Regions from separate parts of the Oryza sativa genome. Here region 2 is linked to region 1. The links are chromatin contacts, called in public ChIA-PET maps. All regions are on one chromosome and are shown on one strand. The core of a region is the stretch at or near the end of the contact, and the rest is flanking DNA. Distances in the headings are between cores, read along the strand shown.

The links. ChIA-PET counts read pairs in DNA pulled down with a chosen protein or histone mark.
Region 2: a contact with region 1 is called in an H3K9ac ChIA-PET map of seedling, with 4 times the contacts expected there. The contact joins the promoter of LOC4336422 here to the promoter of LOC4336421 in region 1. A contact is called at or near these places in 3 of 4 datasets of contacts at active chromatin or transcription factors (leaf and seedling).

What each region holds. Positions count from the first base shown.
Region 1 is chr4:26,542,281-26,545,686 of ASM3414082v1, reverse strand. LOC4336421 (exosome complex component RRP4 homolog) reads left to right here and starts at 1,643. Exons shown (of 7, transcript XM_015778195.3): 1 at 1,643-1,939; 2 at 2,072-2,173; 3 at 2,863-2,908; 4 at 3,236-3,325. The coding sequence starts at 1,797.
Region 2 is chr4:26,576,740-26,580,145 of ASM3414082v1, reverse strand. LOC4336422 (protein S40-4) reads left to right here and starts at 1,700. Exons shown (of 1, transcript XM_015778669.3): 1 at 1,700-2,821. The coding sequence starts at 1,867. The coding sequence ends at 2,391.

The DNA of each region.
Region 1 (3,406 bases), core at 394-2,893:
TACTGCTGCTGCATCGGGTACTGATTCCTCACTGATTACCGGCATTACCGGCCGACAGTTCTTTTCAGATCTGACGACCATAAGAAAAATAAGAAGAAAAAAAAAAGCACGCTTGATCGATCGGTCGTACACATCCAATGTGATACTCCTACTAGCTCAGAATTAGCGCAAAAGACGTCTACAAGACCACCCAAATTTGCACAAATCAGTTCGCAACAGGTCGACTAATATTGGTCCCAGCTCGCAACCGACAGCAACACTGTCCTTCAGAACAAAGCCAGCTTTGAATCCTGTTGTTTTGGAGGTAAACAGGTGTCTTCGTCTCTCGGTGCTGGGGCCTTGCGTTTATGGACAAACGGGGTCACTCATGCTGTCCAGGTCCCGGGTTGGCACGAAAAGAAGATTGATGCAACCGTGCACACAGTTCTACCCACTGATTGGAACGGTGAGCCTTCTAATGATGTACCAGTACAATATTTCACCACATCTTTTGTCTGATTCATTCAAGAGCTGAGAGCCACGACGAACACGGCACAGGGGATCCATCCAATCACTACTACTGATCCCTGTGGACGAATTATTGAGTATCACATTCAGAGGTCGCGAAGTGATGCGATGTATACAGGGGATCTAGCAGAAGCGGCCACAGTTCACTAGAGTTAAAGCAGGTTAAGTGGTATTTGGATCAGGGACAACTTTAGTCCCTATCATATCGGATCAATTTGGAGTATTAAACATATACTACTTATAAAGCTAATTACATAAATGAGAACTAATTCGCGTGACAAATTTTTTAAGACTAATTAATTCATAATTAGCACATGTTTACTGTAGCATCACATATGCTAATCATAGATTAATTAGGCTTAATAGATTCGTGTCGTAAATTAGTCTAGAGTTATAGAATGGATTTTATTAATAGTCTACGTTTAATATTTATAATTAGCATCCAAACATCCGATGTGATAGGCACTAAAAGTTTTAATTCCTATCTAAACAAGGTCTTAACTTCAGGACATGGACAGGATGAGGTACGTATACTGTTTTGGAAAAGGTCACCTTCCCAGCTACAAGACACAAACCATGCTCGTCCACAAATAAGCTCTTCCTAAGGAATTTTCGGATGAACTTATGGACGGGAATGCTTCGCCTGTTACTCTCGGAGAAAAGAGACGTCCATTTCATTTCCATATGAAACGGAAACAACTTGATAAGAGTTGAAAAACACAGCCCAAGCAGAGCATACAAATTCTCTTAGCTATATCTGCAGCTAAAAAGAAAAAGAATAAAAACAGAACGAAAATATCTTGCGCATCCCATATTCCAAAGTAAAACATGCATACCGTGTTAAGAAATGGTTACTAACAACGTGTGTAAGATATGATAATAATAATTTGGTTAATTTGTATATTTAAGTGTCTGTTAATGTGATTTCTCTTTTCTGAATCTGAATAGAAGTTCCGAGTTCGTTCATAAAACACATCCAGTGAGTGAAAAGGCCCATGATGTCAAGCACTGTTAAACATCGGCCCAAAAAGCCCATGTCAACCAACATCGCGAGCATCGCGATCCTTTTCTGGGCTTCCGGCCCATTGTAGGCTGTAGGCTTGCATTGCCGTGGCGGCGGCTGCGCTGCGCCTCCGTGTTCCTCGAGACCGGCCGAACCCGCGCCGGATTTGGGCAGGTTTTACTAGGGTTTTTGCCGATCCGCTTCCCTTCCGCCGCGCCACCCTCTACTCTACCCTACTCCTCCCGCTTCCTCCGCGCCTACCTGCGTGCTCGCGAGGCCGCCCGCCATGAGGGACCTCCAGCTCTCGCTGAACCAGACCCAGAGGGTGCGCCTCGAGGCCGCGCTCCACGAGCTCCAGACCGTCGCCCCCGCCGCCGCCGTCACCGTCGCGGACACCATCCCCGTCAACGACGAGGACAACATTCTCAAGTGAGAGCTAGGCACTTCCCCCCTTGTCTCTCCCCCCCCCCCCTCCCAATCTCGTATTAGCTTTCGTGTGTGGCGGCAGTACGGCTGGACTGATGGGGGGTTTCTCGTTTTCCTCTCTCTCTCTGCGCGCAGGGGGCATGGGACGTCGGATCAGGACGGGGAGGTGGTGGCGACGCTGTGCGGCGTGGTGGAGCGGGTCAACAAGCTGGTGTACGTGCGGACGCTTAGGGCGAGGTACTCAAGCTCTAACCTTCCTCGGATTCACTGACGTATCATAGAATCAATTTTCCAGCGGTTTTACCCGTTTCTTATGAACCTTGAAAAGCGGTTCATTTGCGTGCTCCTTTATTGGATAACTCTGGCAGAACAATGGTATTTTCCCTGGGCGTTTTGTTATAGGACTAGCTTCCGAGATGAGAGCGGGGTTTATGTTATTGTACCGAGTCCAGTAGTAGATTTTGTGGGGTGGATGTTGATGGACTGATGGAGTATATGTAGAATGGGGATTATGGATTCAATTTCGAAGCACTCAGGCAGTGGTAACAACTTGTGATATACTGTGCTGCAGCTGGATTTGTTCTGAGCCTGTAATTTGCACCAAATCAAACCATAGATTTGATATATTTTGGCTGTGGAAATGATTGGTACAGACCATTACAACTTCTTTATGAATTCATTAAAAGTTTGCTACCATGGAAGAGACATACTTTGAATTACTTTACAAGTTCGTAATGAGTTCTGCTACCAAAATACAATGTCCTAGCTACTTTTATTTAAAACTATTTGGTTTCTGGTTTTGAATGTCTGGACAATCTGAATGTAAGAATTGCTCGTGTGATTTCTGTTGGTGGAGAGGAAGCGAGGGGAGCTTCATCTGAATGAGCGTGTCAATTCTTAGTCCATTTTCTCTCTGACCTTTTTAGGTATAAGCCGGAGGTTGGTGATATCATAGTTGGCCGTGTTATTGAGGTACTGACAATTATGCTTTATGGCACCCTTTGGACATTCTTCTTACTGATTTTGGTCCATGAATATCATTTTAGGGATAAAAACTTCATTTTGCTGGATATGATTATTTAGTTAAAAGTTGCTAGAATTTCTTAGTATTTTGACAGTCCTGATAATATATGCATAAATTGGAGTAAGGTAGTTTTGGTAAATCTGGTTTAATATTATAGTCACATCTTCACAAAATCAGCTACTGCTATCTTTATTATTATGTCAGTTCAACATCCATGTTATGCAAATCTATTAAAAAAGATAAATAACCTACTGTCGTGATTTTTGTTTCTCAAGATTGCACCTAAACGCTGGAGGTTGGAGATAAATTTTAGCCAAGATGCTGTTTTGATGCTTTCTTCTATGAATTTACCCGATGGAATTCAGGTACAGTTTTCTCATTTTTTTGTACCTTAAAGCTTATAATATCCAAAGTTTGTGGGATGTCAGATGGCTGAACACAGCTAC
Region 2 (3,406 bases), core at 451-2,950, 34 kb before region 1:
TTTTTTCTAATGTGTACCAAAGAAAATAGAGCCATTGGCCCTTGGTGAAGAGACGAGCCAAATAACCCATACAACAGATGGGGCATATATCTCTTCTTGTATTGTACTACTACTCCATCTATCTCAAAATATAAGGTATATTTTGTTTCATCGGGACAAGACTCTGATCAATCATTATTTCATTAGAATATAATTTTGTGGCAAAAGTAATTACTTTTGAATATAAATATAATAAAAATTAATTTGTGTCAAAAATCACATTTTAATAAAATAATTGTTGTTCAAAACATTATCATGACGAAACAAAATAAGTACTGTTATAGTTTGAAACGGAGGTGGTATCTATTATCTCTTCGCTCACAGTTTGTAGGGTGGCTCTTTTTATATGCTGTAATAATGTAGAAACAACTCGTTAGACGATAGTGTTGTTTCTAGGTGATACGCAAGACGATTAACAACACACCATTGTGATCCCATCCCTTATGCATTCATGCCTTGAAGAGAAGTTATACAGCTCAGTTGGATAAGATTGATTTGTTCCAACGACCTTTTGCCTGTGGCTCTAATATTTTCTGATCATCCCGGTCAAGCTGTGACCGGTGTTAACTGCACTACGGTCCGGTAGTCCGGTAGTATATCAATCTGTGCCGTACCTGACCCGGACACTACCGCAGTACTCGAACTGCACTATTTGCATTGCGTTCAAGTTTCAACCGGCCACCGGCCCAGTCTCCTCTACCAGCCAACAGCCGGGCCCACGGTTGGGCCCCTTCGCCAGTAAGCTGCAATTCACGCGCCCACGAGGGGGCACGGGGCCACCGGCAGCGAACGTGGGGAGACAGCCAAGCGCGAGACCACGTGTCGCCTTCGCGGACCCGTCGACCCAGCCGAGGGGGCCATGTTTGCCATCGTGTGTGCAGCGACGGCGTCCAAAAATTTTCACAATTTGACCTTTGCAAAAACTATTTTTACAAATAAACCGCAGCTAAAACTTATTTTAAAAACAACCCTTTTGTTCAGCGCCAAATCGTGTGGCGCTGAACTTAGACACCTCAGCGCCAAATAGCGTGGCACTAAATATACGTTGGTACGCTGACTTAGTCTCCCATCCACGGTGGTACGGCATTCAGCGCCAGTTGACATGGCGCTGAGGTGTCTAAATTCAGCGCCAGGTGATTTGGCGCTGACAACGAAAAGTCAATTTTGAAATAAGTTTTGGCGGTGGTTCATTTGTAAAAATGGTTTTTGCAAAGGGTCAAGTTGTGAAAATTTCAGGACGGCGTCCCTGGGTCCTTTCCTCTTGGCGAAATCTCGCCAATGCCCTTGGCCAATTATTACTCCCTGTGAAATGGTCCATTTCCAGCGTGAAGCTGGTCGTACTCGTAGTCGTAGTACGATTTTGTCTCGACGCGGGCACGTCACCGGTGGAAAATATGTTTACTCGCCACGGTTCAAGCGTGTACAAGACCGACGTGTCCCATGGCCACACAAGCGCCCACGGTGTGCCCCGGTGCATAGCTGTAAGCCTACGAAGCCGTGGCAGCGTGAACCACCGGAGGGCAGAAGCGTCATTCCAAAAAACAGTCTTATCCGCTTCTGCTATCTCTCGTCACTCTTCAGTCTTCACCTCGCGGAGGCGCAGTATTCCCGTTCTTCACCTCTCGCTCCTATAAAATCCAACGTGGACAACCAAACGTCCAAGGCCACACACAAACTCCAAACCCATTACTCTCCTCACGACATTCTCGCGCTCTCCCCTCCTGTAAAGATCGGTGGTTGCGAGCGGCGTCACGGTAAAGCGGAGCAAATTACTCCTATATATTACCCTGCAGCGTAGACCGATCGATCGGGCGGCGGCGGCGGCGTATGGCTGGGAGCGCGAGGTCGGCGGCAGCGAAGCACGCCTACCGGATGTTCGCGCCGTCCAGGGGCGCAGCGGCGAGGTGCCCCGGAAGCCCCGGGGCGGACGAGTTCGACGAGTCGGACGTGTGGGGCTCGTACGGCGCGGCCGGCGTGGAGTCCAGCCCCGCCGAGCTAGGCGCCCGGGGCCGCGCGATCCCGTCCGCCCGCGCCGGCCGGAAGGCCCCGCTGGATCGGGCCGCCGGCTCGCTGCCGGTGAACATACCGGACTGGCAGAAGATTCTTGGGGTCGAGTACAGGGATCACCAGGCCGCTGCTGCGGAGTGGGAGCTCCAGGGCGACGGCGACGACGACTACGAGTACGGCAAGGTGGCCGGCGTCGGCGGCGTGGTGATACCGCCGCACGAGCTGGCGTGGCGCGGCCGCGCGGCGTCGCTGTCGGTGCACGAGGGGATCGGGAGGACGCTCAAGGGGCGCGACCTCAGCCGGGTCCGGGACGCGGTCTGGAAGAAGACCGGCTTCGAGGACTGACCGGCGAGCTAGCTGATCACTCCCGGTGGTTGGCCTCGCCGCGCAGACGTGCAGTAGGTTTAAAATGAGTACTTAGTAGTACTAATTACTTTATTCTCTTTTGTTCTTATTTCTTTTTCTTTCGCCATGGACAAGATAAGAAATTGGGTAGTATTCCTAGTCCTAGAAGGCTAGATGCAAGAGAGGACAGGAAGAGTGGGTGGTTTGTTCAATCAAGGTGTGACAATTTTGAGGGCACCTGGAGATGGTTGGAGTTGGTTGATCAGCTGATCGATCCTGTATTTTTTTTCTACCCTTCGAGTATGGGAAATTCCACATTACTGCACAGTGTATGTATTATACCACTGTAGTATGTAGTATGCAGAATTGTACATGCCGTTTTGTGCGAAATTGCAGAGAGCGAAGAAATTCAGAAAGAATCTTGTGTTGACATGCATGCATACTGCCAGTCTCTGGTACTTATTCTTATAGTAGTAGTATTTTATTTATAGAATTCGAGAAAAGAAAAAATATCTTTCATACCGTCACACCACACATTTTTCCAGTAATTTTGTATGCATATAGTATATATATTGATGTCATTCAACAGGAGTGTAAATGGAAAATGAACGACTGCCTCTCCTGCAATAGCTAAAATGATGAATTGTTCTTTTGGATGAGCGGGACACCTAAGTATAGTGCAACACTAGCTAGCAACATCATTGCCAATGATGCAGCGGCAAGCCGACCCTACTGAACAGTTAGCAGATACTGATATGTATCATATCAGTGATTATATAAGGAAAATCCTGGAAATACATATACTCATTCACTACGTTCGGACTTTTGTAGGGTCCCATATCAGAATTAAAGTTGATGCTAAAACAGATTAGGTGACATATGAGGCTGCGAGTCTCCACAAACCGAAGAGCATCAATAATTGATCTATTAGTATTTATTTGTTAACACGGCTATACATGGATAGCCGATAATATGCATGGCATATGGCAAGGCGTTGTTTTCACAACGTTGTAGC